Linked DNA regions of Triticum aestivum: region 1 is linked to region 2. Evidence: chromatin contacts called from public Hi-C data. All regions are on one chromosome and are shown on one strand. Each heading gives the region's core, a stretch centred on a gene start, on an enhancer-like site or on the middle of the called end of the contact. The rest is flanking DNA. Distances are from core to core; before and after follow the strand shown.

The links. Hi-C and Micro-C count contacts between places; a contact is called where the count stands out from the background.
Region 1: a Hi-C map of leaf shows a contact between it and region 2, with 6 times the contacts expected there. The contact joins the promoter of LOC123124017 here to the promoter of LOC123124044 in region 2. A contact is called at or near these places in 2 of 5 Hi-C or Micro-C datasets (both in leaf).

What each region holds. Positions count from the first base shown.
Region 1 is chr1B:360,357,371-360,364,249 of IWGSC CS RefSeq v2.1, forward strand. It overlaps LOC123124017 (probable E3 ubiquitin-protein ligase XBOS33), which reads left to right and starts at 1,477. Exons shown (of 10, transcript XM_044544721.1): 1 at 1,477-1,884; 2 at 1,981-2,040; 3 at 2,351-2,422; 4 at 2,519-2,727; 5 at 2,812-2,972; 6 at 3,074-3,132; 7 at 3,244-3,290; 8 at 3,526-3,669; 9 at 4,219-4,310; 10 at 5,312-6,254. The coding sequence starts at 1,708. The coding sequence ends at 5,853. It overlaps LOC123124026, which reads right to left. Exons shown (of 4, transcript XM_044544733.1): 4 at 6,523-6,879. The coding sequence ends at 6,689.
Region 2 is chr1B:360,670,850-360,677,178 of IWGSC CS RefSeq v2.1, forward strand. LOC123124044 (mitochondrial inner membrane protein OXA1-like) reads right to left here and starts at 3,214. Exons shown (of 9, transcript XM_044544755.1): 1 at 2,702-3,214; 2 at 2,530-2,620; 3 at 1,267-1,308; 4 at 1,062-1,120; 5 at 709-784; 6 at 478-609; 7 at 1-105. The coding sequence starts at 3,144.

The DNA of each region.
Region 1 (6,879 bases), core at 227-2,726, 320 kb before region 2:
ACGTGCAAGGTTGTTGTCTTGGTGGTGACAAGTTGGCTGACACGGCAGCAGTGGCGATATTTTTGGGCTCATGCGTGTTAGGAGAGGACAAATACCCCGTGAAAGATTCTTTTTGTTTTTGAACATTTTTCTTGGAAAGTTTTCCGATATAAATTCACTAGATAATTGTGACATCGTACAAACACAGCCTAGCCATTCTTCTACCGACAACGTTGCGAAGTCACTTGGAGCATTTAAGTCAACAGTAGCACGCATCCATCGAGTAGGAGTATGATGCAAGGAGTCACCCAGACACTCGGCCATTAATAATGGCAGTATGGCACGATGGTATGCTTACTGATGAACCATCGGTGACACCGACTCGATATAAATAAAAACCACTTATCAGCGACTGCGACCTGTTCAATAGGCACACCTAGAGCTAGAGATAAATCACATTGGGTGGGTGATCTTGGGCCATACAGCAAGTGCCGTCCATCGGTCCACTTCAGAAACTTTGTCCCGTGTCCCGACCTGCTTTCTTTTCTTTCTGGACATCATCGGAGGACAAACCCGCCGTCCATATCAAAACATGTGATTTACGAGCGCCCAACGCACACCCCGCCCGCCTACCATATTGACCCTCGTTTCTTGTTTCAGGTTTTATTTATTTTTTCTCAATGAATACAGACGTAGAAAATAAGTACTCCGTCCTAAATAACTTGGCGTAGAAATGAATAAAAATGAATGCATCTAAAATTAAAATACATCCAGATAACTCAAATTTCGTGACAAGTAATTCCGGACGAAGGGAGTAGGATGCACACCGCGCCTAAGACCCTGACCCCATTTTTGTTTCACGTTTTTCATTTTCTTGCCTGATGAAGGTTACAGTGTATGATACAAGTAGGACACACATCAGGCATCCGTCGTGCGTGTATGTATTGATAATTGGTATACGCATGTATGTATGTATGTATGCTAGGAATACTACACATCACCACGAGGTTGGGAAAGAGACGGTTTTGTGTTTAGAGATGGTACAAGCAGGTCAATTAGTGGTTACTCCCTCTGTAAACTAATATAAAAGTGTTTAGATAACTAAAGTAGTGATCTAAACGCTTTTATATTAGTTTACGGAGGGAGTACTTGTTAGGTAGTGTTGCCAATCAGCCATGAATGGCAACTTTATCGGGCTCACTAAAGGCGAACAAAAAGAAGTGAAAAACAAAACAACAACTTGAAACTCATCCATCCAAGCAAGCCAAAAGGTGAGAAAGCTTGGCCCGTGACCATCATCTAAACCAACTCCATCAGTCACTAAGCACAATCACACCCACACAAGCTGCCGCTACTAATCTATACTCATGTGGTCCCAGCGGCACATGTGCCATGCTAAAAAGATATTTATAGTTTTTTTCTCACTAATTTTAAAACACTGTACATTTTAAACCAAGAATATATAAAGCGAGGATGAAATATAAAATCAAATCCAAAGCCTTGCACTCCTTGTTGTCCTCCCCCTTGTTCCGGGCCTGAGAAAAATTTGAGACCCCAGAACGCAAGACGCGAAGACGACCCACCACCGGCCCCCGCCCCTAAATTACGGCCGCACGCCTCGCCGCCGGCGATCCCACCGACCGTCGGCTCCCCCGCGCCTCGTCCGCCCCTGCGGCGTGCTCGTGCCCACGAGGACGCCGCTCGCCGGTGCGGGCGAGGAGGGCGGCGATGGGGAACTCGCTCGGGTGCTCCGCGTCCGGCGAGCGGCTGGTGTCCGCGGCGCGGGACGGGGACGCCGTCGAGGCGCGCATGCTGCTCGAGCTCAGCCCGGCGCTCGCGCGCTACTCCACCTTCGGCGGCCTCAACTCGCCGCTCCACTTCGCCGCCGCCAAGGGCCACCTCGACGTCCGTGCCCCTCTCCCTTGTGATTCTATATACGCGCCCGCGTGCGTGGTTTCCCGTTCGATTTGATTCACGGACTGGTGGTTTTTTGGTTTTCAGATTGTGACGCTGCTGCTGGAGAAGGGCGCGGATGTGAACGCGCGGAACTACTGCGGTCAGGTAGATCTTTCTGTCCGAGTACCATTTCATGGATAGGATAGGTATCTCCCCCCAAAAATGGAAGATCTGTCATTTATACGTGCTGAAATTGGCAGCCACCGCGTCGTGTTTCTAGTGGAAGTAGTACTACCTGATCTTTGCAATATCGGGACAAACCAAAAACTGAATTCTTGTTGGGCTCTCGTGGTCTCCTGCCCTGTGCTCGCCCACGGGATAAACATGTGTTACATTTCGATCAATCTCTAGAATCCTTTATGCGAGTGGAATCATTTAACTGATTGTTTTTGTTTACTTGGATGGGCGGATAAAGACCGCATTGATGCATGCATGCCGACATGGACACTGGGAGGTGGTTCAGATGCTTCTGCTCTTCAGATGCAATGTATGGTATTTCTGATATGGTCTTTACAATGTGTACCATTTCTGCCCTGAGACAAGGAAGGTGCTGACTGCTGCTTCTGTTTGGGTTGCTTGGAAGGTTACCAGAGCGGATTACTTGAGCGGTCGAACGGCATTGCACTTTGCAGCACACGACGGACTTGTTCGGTGTGTAAGGCTGTTACTTGCCGACTTCATCCCAAGCGGGCCCTTGGAGGATACTGCCTCTTCGGTGGCAGATGGCGGTGATTCTCAGACGAATAGCGGCAGCAGTCCTACTTCTTCACTGGGACTGAAATTTAATGAACCGTATGTATTTTGTCAAGTGTTGATCTAGTGTTGTCTATTGTGCTTGAAATAACTAGCAACCAACTGTACGCTGTCTTTGTGCAGTGCTCGTGTGAGGTACATCAACAAACCTGCTGATGGCGGTGTTACTGCTCTTCACATGGCAGCTTTGAATGGTCATTTCGATTGCATGCAATTGTTGATTGAGTTAGGTGCAAATGTCTCAGCTGTCACATTTCCCTATGGAACTACATCAAATTTGATAGGCGAGTGATGATTCTTATTTCAGATGATATGCAGTAGATAATGCTATCTTTTCTTACCTAAAATAAAACGAGTTCTCAAATTATATCTGTATATGGATCAGGAGCTGGCAGCACTCCTTTGCATTATGCAGCCGGTGGGGGCAGTCTGGAGTGTTGCCAGGTATGTTACTGTCATAAAGGAGCATCGTATTTTTGGACATGTACCATTTCACGCCTGTACTTGTCGCATATGTGTTGATACGTTCTAATGTTTGTAATGCCACCATCACAGGTACTTCTTTCAAAAGGTGCTAGCAGGTTGACACTCAACTGCAATGGGTAAGAATCTGTTGTCCAATTATTAATGCCAAGTTGTATTTCAAAATATTTATTGACCGTGCCATCACAGCCTCTAGCCTACCCCAACTTGCTTGGGACTAAAGGCTTTGTTGTTGTTGTTGTTGTTGTTGTTGCGTGCCATCACAGATATTTTATTATATTAACTTGACCGGCTCTACTTGAACCTAACGTGTATCTTCCTGTTGAAATGTTACTAATACGCCTTGTTCTTTAGGTGGCTTCCCATGGATGTTGCTAGGATATTTGGACGCCGTTGCTTGGAGCCATTACTTTCTCCAAATTCACACACGATTATTCCAGCAATTCAGCCATCCAGTTATCTTGCCTTGCCACTGATGAGCATACTTAATATAGCCAGGTTAGTGCCCAACAACTCACCATACACCACTTAGGATTTTTTCAGTTTTATAAGTAAAATATAATGACAACTGTTACTTTTATGAACAACAATGAGTGCTGCTTATTTCTGAATCTATGCTTTTTGAGAAACACACAAGGGTGCAAGCAGTTTCATTCTGCATACCAGCTGATCTGGTTCTTATAATCAATTGGGCCAGTTTATGTGTCTTGCGGAATTGCAATGGTTTCTGCAATTTTACTTGCAGAAAGGCATACCTGAACAAGGCAACTGCCAAAGTCTGTTCTTGAGTTGGAACGGACATAGAACAAATGTTTTTACTCATCTTCTTGTGTTTTGTCATCTTCAGTGAGTTCACTCTTTATGGTGTTGTTACCGTAGAGTGAGCTGAGTGTGCCTTTCTTGACTTATTTCACCTTTGATACAAGTGCTTGCTGTTCAGACACCATATAATGCTTTCAATTATCGACACTTCCATGTTCAATATTCAAAATGAGGAGTGCACTTGTCGGCTCTTTTGCTTATGGATTTCTTTTATATGCTTTGCAGAGAATTTGGGTTGCAACACACCGTATCCTCGGTGGATGAGAGTGACCTTTGTGCAGTTTGCCTGGAACGGTCTTGCTCTGTAGCTGCTGAAGGTGGGGGCTACATGACACACTTTGCATGAACATTATCCCATTCCTTAACTAAGGGCATAAGCATATTTTACAGACTGCCCAATGATCATTGGATAAAAACTATCATAACAATTTGTCAAGAGATGGACACAGTCCTGTCTAATCCAATCTACTAAGCTCCATCTATTTGTGAACATGTTACATTTGTTCATATTTACTCCCTCCGTTCCTAAATATTTGTCTTTTCAGAGATTCAAATGGACTACTACATACGGATGTATATAGACATATTTTAGAATGTAGATTCACTCATTTTGCTCCGTATGTAGTCACTTGTTGAAATCTCTAGAAAGACAAATATTTAGGAACGGAGGGAGTACAATCTAAGCTTGGATATGCACCAATGAGTCATCTTCGCTATCCTTGCATTTTTTTGTTAGAGAATAACACTATGCATCTTAAAAAAAAGGGGCAGCCCCAGTGCATGTAGCTCCGGCTTGTGCAGGGCCTGGGGAAGGGTCCGACCACTTTGGGTCTATTGTACGCAGCCTTTCCCTACATTTCTGCAAGAGGCTGTTTCCAGGACTTGAACCCGTGACCTCATGGTCACAAGGCAGCAGCTTTACACTATGCATCTTAGCACTTGAAAATTGAAATTTGTTATTGACTTAGTTAGAACACCTAAGACTATTTTCTTTTATCACAAACTGAAACACTTGACAAGTTGGGGCGATCATTCAGTGTCATAGTAATCTGAAAAGGAGGCTCATATTTCTGTATCCTTATGATGCCACCCTTTTGTGAATTCCCTCGTTTCAAACAATGCTAATAAACAGTGATAATGGCAGAAACATGAAACCGAATACGAAATAACCTGAACCTGCCTGTGTGGAGTAATCTTAAGGTTTATTAAGTCATGTTTTTTCAATAGGATTTCACTTGCTCATGTACACCACATTACAGTACACCACCAGATGAAAAATGCAATGGTGGTATCCTAACATTACATTCTGTTCTTTCAGGCTGTGGTCACGAGTTCTGCATCAAATGCGCTCTCTATCTTTGCTCAACCAGTAATGTCCGTGTGGAGTTCACAGGCCCAGCTGGGTCAATCCCATGCCCTCTCTGCAGGAATGGAATAATGTCATTCACTAAGCTACCGAGCACACCGACAGAAGGGCTCAAATCAAGCTCAGCACTCACATTCTGCAATCCATGCATTTTGAATACCCGTTCTGTGGACTCCCCAGCAACTGTCTGTAAATCTGAAATCAGGCGGAACCGTGTGGCAGCTCTCTCTTCCGAGTTGGTCTGTCCACTGACCTGCAGCCCATTTCCGTCGTCCGCCCTCCCAACCTGCAGGTGCAGTGATGACGATCCATGCGGCTCAACAGAAACGCTGGATGGCTCCGAGGTGCAATCTCCGCGGCCCTCGCACAGCGCAAGCACAGAGCTGGATAAGAGGGGAGAGCAGGACGTTGACCGGACCACCTGCTCAGGCATGTTCTGGAGTCGCAGAAGCTGTCAGAGGGAGCAGCAGTGCAATGCGGAAATCAATGCTTGATTCCTCTCCTTCCTGGTTGTGAATATATTTGGATTCATAGCAGCTAAATGCGGGAGATGATCAGCAGTTATTCTTTCCTCCCCGGCTGTCTTTCTTTTTCTCCCGTTTTACAGCCAAGATTTTGGTGTTTTGGTGATCCATCCTGCAGCTTTTGGCTGCCGTAGTTTTCACTGTATTGTAACATTCGGCTCATATCTACTGTGTTGTGTCATATGAGACTGTGAGTGAGTCTAGATCATAGCTTGAAAATCACTAGTCAGTTACTGTTCTGTAGCTGCATGTAAATTACACGGTTTGGATGGGGTTGCTTTTTGCTTCTTCTGATCCCGGTGATAAGATTCTATGTAACATGACATCAAATTGCCCCCTGATGATATATAGATTATGTCACAATCTCTTCAGTTTGTTTGTACAGTACAGTAGTGGTTAGCTGAGCTCACATGAAATGCATTTCCTCCGTTCACTGTTATAAAGATGTTTTACATATTTCAATATGAACTACTCCCTCCGTTCCTAAATACTTGTCTTTCTAGGCATTTCAACAAGTGACTACATACGGAGCAAAATGAGTGAATCTACACTCTAAAATATGTCTACGTACATCCGTATGTAGTAGTCATTTGAAATGTCTAGAAAGACAAGTATTTAGGAACGGAGGGAGTACATACATGCTGGAAGGAGTGAACAACCACACTAAAATGCGTCTATATACATCTGAATCAGAAAAACTTAGAACATCTTATAATTTTGGAACGGAGGGAAAAATCCTTTTTCTTCAGCATTGCTTCCTACAGTCCTCTACCTACTGAAGATCAGTCATCAGTCGTCTTTGGTTTCAGTACGCGCAGACACTGCCGGCGGCGGTCGAGCTGTTACCCGCCGGCCCTGGCAATAGGGTGCTGATGATCCTGTCTCCGAGCCCCGGCACCGCCGACAGGAAGTGCCCCACCCCGGCGAGCTCGTGGTAGCTGACCCAGCCGAGCCGGCGGCATATGTGCCGCTGCAGCTGCACCGGCACGACACCGT
Region 2 (6,329 bases), core at 1,964-4,463:
AAAATTCATTGTGAATGGGACTATCATGAGTCCCACTCCTCTATTAAACATCTTCATAATACTGGCAACAGAAGGATGGCCCACTATTCCACACTGCAAGTTGAGCTGACATAACACAATATATTCACCATATTAGACTGCAGTATTGGAAAACAAAGCTGGGCACAGTAAAGTTTTCAAATTCAGAATCGGTGGTTTTAAATTCTGGATGTTCATTAAGAAAAAAGGTGCCATGCAAGCAGAGTAGCCAACTGGATGTAGACATGAATTGCTTGTTTACCTTTCTAAGTTTTATGGAGGCAATATGGTTGGAACAGAAATGGAAGGAAATTCAGGTCCAGATTGTATATGGAAAATGATCACCCCTAAATCCTACAACACTAAGCATACAAGCTAGAAGCAGTGGCACACCAAGTTTAAATGCACAATGATGGACAGATACACAGACACGACAATCACACCAGACAAATTGCATACCTCCACTGTAGCCAAGAAGGTCAGTGATGTTAACACAGGGAGGATGTAAAGAGGATCCGGGGTTGTCAGATCAGTAAACCAAAATACTCCACCTCCTTTCAACGAAGGGACTTTCTCAACCATGTTATTTATCTACAATCAGAAAAAGCAAGGTTAATGATACAGATTTATTTTCTTCAGAAGATAGTACAACATAGAACAATCAGAGGGGCAGAAAGGTGCATTACTCACAGCAAAGAAAAAGATCATGAACATTGGCGATCGGATTATGAGTCCTTTTAATGGAGCATATGGAGTAACACCATAGCTAAAGGAAAAATACCAAAAGTTAGAGGAACTTCACCAAAGAGCAGTATTTCTATACATCATGTACCACATAAAAGAAAAGCTATCTTCACAATGTGTTCAATGGTGAGTAATGTGTTCACAAAATTTTGAACATGAACATTTAACACAAAAATAATTCAAGACTCAAAAACCTGGCTAACATGTTTTTAGACCATGACAGTATACATTAACCAGGAAACATCAGTTGTCATTTTCATTAAAATAAAGACAAGAACAATCTACTGAAGGTTACATACTTCCGAAAGAGTGCGGTCATTTTATATTTCCCCTCTAGCACTGATTTCGGATCCGTACGCTGTATGAAATAAACTTGAAGGGTTAAAGCATGAGCTGTATGAAGTATCTAACTATCAGAAGTTAAATAACTGTTCTCCATGACCCATTCTCCCATAAGTTGGCAATACATAGTACATTCTATACAACAAAACCACAAAATCTCACATCCACTGCACCCCTAATGGCATCCATCTCTGGTTGCATTGCCTGAAAATTGAACAAGTTTGAAAGAAAAAAATAATCAGCTGGTAATTTATAATTTACATGAAGGCAATCATTCATTGCCTAATAAAGTACTACTGTCAAAGAAATAATTGTTCAGAAGACTGGAAGAGTAAAGAACTAAACTAAATACAGTGATAGCATGTGACTCACAAAAGATATCTTATCATCTTATGAATACAAGACCTGTTAAAACCATGGGCCAGGGCATGCTTGAAACAGCCCTACCCAAAAATGCCAATCCCAAGCATAGGGCAGCCCAGCCGAAGCATGTAAACATTTTTTCAATTAAAAAAATTAAATTGATTAATTTAAGTAAGAAAAATAGTGTCTTGTGATCATTTTTCAATGAAGTATTTGTTTCAAAATCATTTCAAGCTTCCAGGCTGAAAAGAAAGCCTGGGGCAGGACCAAGCCGCCGACGGACAGGTATAAAAAGTACATCTACATGATGCATAGAAGGGTTTGCTGATTGGAATGCAGTATTTAAAACCCTACAATGAGTCAAAATTACAAAAGAAAAAAAAACTGATTATCGGTGGTGCAAGGGGCAAGTGTTTTGGACAGGAGGGAGCAGCTGTGCAGCAAATTACATCACCACATGATTTCATGTAGTAAAGATATAAGGTTTCAAGATTGAGTACCGTGATAATGTACCTGGTAACACCCAAAAATCACATAGTGAAGCAGGATTCAGAACTGAACTGGGGAACTACCGAACTATGTGTGCATGAATAACAATAAGTAATATGTACAGTAGAAAAAACACAAATATTTGTATTGCATGTAGATTAACAGCCTCACCACTCTGCTACAACAACTCAACTGCTCATGCGCTGGTCTGGTCATGTAGGGAGGACAGTGGTTGCATGTTCCCCCAATGGCACTACTTAGGCTGCTTTTGGCATTGCGGTGGATTACGATAATCCAGCCGATCCAACCGGCCTTTATCTATTTTGGTGTTTGTTCAATCAACTAATCTCTAGTTCCATGGCTATTTTTCTGGCAGCGGATTATAAAATAAGCACAGTTCAGCAACTTGAAGCAGCCTTACAGTTAGATCAGCATAGGTTTTGACCCACACATACACTAGCACATGAAGCAAACAAAAGGGCTAGAAAATGCACGCTGAATCAGACCATGGGTACTTTACAAGCAAACAAAAGGGCTAGAAATGCACGCTGAATTAGACGGAGGGCACTTTACCTGTATCATCTCGCTGGACTTCTGCTGGCTAACCGCGAATGGTATCACCGCGGTCCGGATCAGCACCGTCGTTAACGCGATAGAAGCCCACCTGAGCAAACCAAATCCCACACGAGAGGCGGATATGAGCAAACCAAGCACACGACCCAAAGAAACGGATCGCGAAGCTTACCAGTTGAGCCCGGTGAAGGTATGTATGGTATCAATGAGGTGCTGCAGCGCGGCGAAGGGGAAGAAGGAGTCGGCGGCGGCGGCTGCCACCTCCCCCGGGAACGGCGCTGGCGCCGACGAAGCCACGGCGTCGACAAGGACGCTCGCAGCAGCATCAACCTCTCCGGGTGGGTCCGGGGCAGGGGCGGAGGAGGAGAAGCTACGGCGGGGTAGCCCCGGGTGGTGGAGGGAGAAGGGGAAGAGGTGGTGTAGGGCTTGGGCCGCTCTGGAAGCGGGTGGGAGCGGGGAGCGGAGTGACTGGAGTGGCAGTGGCGGTGGCAGTGGCTGAGATGGGGGGTCATCGTCGTTGGAGCGGGAGAGCAGATGCGGGACGGATGGGTGGAGGCGGCGGGTGAGGTGGTGGGAGAAGCGGGAGGCGAGGCTCCTCCGCGCGGCGAACGCCATGAGCCGGTGGGGTGGGAGGCGACGCTCGGAGAGGAGGGCGGCGGAGCCGAGACGACGGCCGGAGGAATGGGGTGACTCAGAACTATACCTGGCCAAACGGGCCGGCACGATAGCCCGCATGCCAGGCCCGGCACGGCACGTGACTTACTGGGCCGTGCCTGGCACGTGGCCCGGCTAGGGCCGTGCCTGGGCTCCCTTGCCTAGCACGCGTGCCAGCCCGGCACGGCACGACTAGCGAGCGGGGACAAACGCCTCATACGATCGACATGCAAGACTAGCTCCCTCAAAAAAGGAAAAAAAAGACATGCAAGACTAGCGAACGAGGGCTTTTGTCGAAAAAAAGGACTAGCGAGCGGTGGGAGGAGCGCCTCCTACGATCAATCGATTAAAAAAATCATGCGCTAGTGCGCTACTGCTACGAGACAACGAGCATCCTCATCCGTGCGCGAACGACGGCATTTCCTATTCGGCGCTGCAGGCGCCGGTTAAGGCAATTTTCCTAACCGGCGCCTGCAGCCGTGTTAGGTGGGCTGGTCCATTTATCTGTTTCAGACTGCAGTAGTTTTTCTTCTTCTTATGTTTTCAAAAGAGAAAAACAAGTGCGCTTGCGGCGTCACGCAATGAATTAACCACCACGCCTCTCAACCACGTTTGATATTTTCAACTTTGTTATTCTTTTATTACTTCTACTGTTACTTTCCTTTATTTTCCTGGTTTGATGAACTTTTTCTGCGAAATTGATTAACTTTTCTTTAAAACTTGATGAATTATTTTTCAAATTTCAATGAACTTTTTAAAATTTGATGAACCTTTTTCATATTCGTTGAACTTTTTTCAAATTTGATGAACTTTTTTCTAATTCAATGAACTATTATCAAAATCCGTGAACTTTTATGAAAATCGATGAACTTTTTTCAAAATTAATGAACTTTATTTCAATATCGATGAACTTTTTTCAATTTTCTTGAACTATTTTGTATTTGTGAACTTTTTCAAAATTTTCATGAACTTGTTTTATCCGTGAACGTTTTTCAAACTGGTGAACTTTTTTAAATTCATTAACTTTTCTGAAATTAGTGAACTGTTTCTAATTTATGAACTTTTTTTAATTCTCGTAAGCTTTTGTCAACTTGCTAACCACCTAGGACAACACACATCCTTTGCTAAGTTTCTCCCATTTTCCCTTTTTGTTCATTCTTTCTTTGTCTTTTTTCTCTTTCTTGTTTGCATTTTCTATATTTTTCTCTTTCTTATCCTTTTCTGTTTCTTTCTTTTGTTTTCTTTAATGCGTTCTTTTTTCTAAATTCGTGATTTTTTTTCTAAATTGATCAAAAAATCAAATTCGATGAACTCCTTTCAAATTTGGTGAACTTTTTTCAAATTTGAAGAACTCTTTTCAACTTCAATGAACTTTTCCCAAAATCTATGAACTTTTTTTCAAAATCTATGGTTTTTGAAAAAAAATTGATGACCTCTTTTTCAAATCCGATGAACTTTTTTTGAAAGGTTGGTGAACTTTTTGGAAATTCCATGAACTTTTTCTAAATTCAGTGAACTCCTTCTCAAATTCGATGAACTTTTTTCAATTTCATGAACTTTTTTGAATCCGTCTACTGTTTTGAATACGTGAAATTTTTTTCTAATTCGTGATGTTTTTTAAATCTGTGGACATTGAAGTTTTGTTCACGTTTATGCTTCAAAAGAAATCAAGTTTCCCTAAATAGCACGGCAACTATTGTGTTCATTATATGTACGCGCACCATTTTTGACAAATGGTCGTTGTGCCACAAGTGGTCAGCCGAGCGCGCTCTGATCTGAATGTCTCCGGTTCGATTCCTTGCGGCAGCCAATTGTGTGATGTTTTTCTCGCGCTATTATTTTTTGCGCTGCTGTTCCTGGGCCGGCCCACTGGCGTGCCGCAGTGAGTGCCAGTTGGCTCATCTGGCGCCTGAAGCGCTGACTAGGACGTCCCGCGAACGACGCTGCTGCGATCCTGCCTTCTCGCGTGCCCATTTGTCCAGGTTTGCTCAGAACTCGAGCGTGGGCTTTCCGCCTCCAGGTGTTGTTTGTTCTGGTCTTTCGGTACAGCGTAGTGGGCCAGATGCCGCCGTGGTCAATCCCCTTCCCCGCGGCGACTATTTATCGCGTTAAGCCACGTTAAAAGTTTCTCTTGCTAAAGCATCTGCAGCTAACTACCCCTTAAAAAATATGTAGCTAACTGGCCGCGCGGGGATCAATCCTACGATCTGCTGGTTGCTACGCAACAGTGTTGCCACTGAGCTAACAACAGCTTTGTGTTCAACAAGCAGGCTGTGTTTTTTGTTTTTTTTTCATTTTTCTCCTTTTTTTTGTTTTCTTTTGTTTTTTGTTTGGTTTTCTTATTTCTTCTTCGGTTTTCGTTGTTTCGTTGTTATACTTTGGTTTTTTATTGTTCTTTGTTTTGATTTTTTATTGTCTTTATCCATATTTCTTTTCTTTCTCCTTTGTCTTTGGTTTTTTTATTTCTCTTTTTTCTCCACTTCTCTTTGTTTTCTTTCTCTCTTTTGTGTTTTTTTCTTCGTTTTTTTTCTTTTTGTTCTGGTTTAATCATCATTTTTTCTACACATTTGTAACATTTTTTAACACATGTTCAACATGTTCTGTATGCTTTTTTATATTTTTTTTCAAATTGTTGATTAATAGTTTTCAAATAAAAAAATTGACACTTTTTGAATACATGGTCAAATGCACGCAATTCAACCATGGCTCCCACCCCTCCGGTGACTCTGGCGATCCCACGGCACCAAGGCACCGATCTCATATGATCTTCATCTACCCTCTCTAGGGAACCAACCTGGACCCCACGCCAGGTGTTGGCATCGCCGCCAAGGTTAGAGCCCGTTTTGCATCTCCTGGTCATTGCCTTAGCCCCCATACTGCCTTCCATCTTCTAATTTCTGTTGGCAGATCATCTTTCCCCCTATCGATTTATAATGTAGGGCATGCCTCGGAGGTGACCTAATTGGATTTCATGTTTCATATAATAGAGGATCGGTTTTTAAATTCTCAATCGACTTCAAAGCAGTTGGTTTCTTGGTTTACAACCTCAGATCTTTCTCTTGCCTTTCTTTCCGCTGCTTTTTCCACCTATGTGGTTTTCACGGTCCACTATGGAAACGTGAACACTTCCTTTGGTTGCGGGAAGA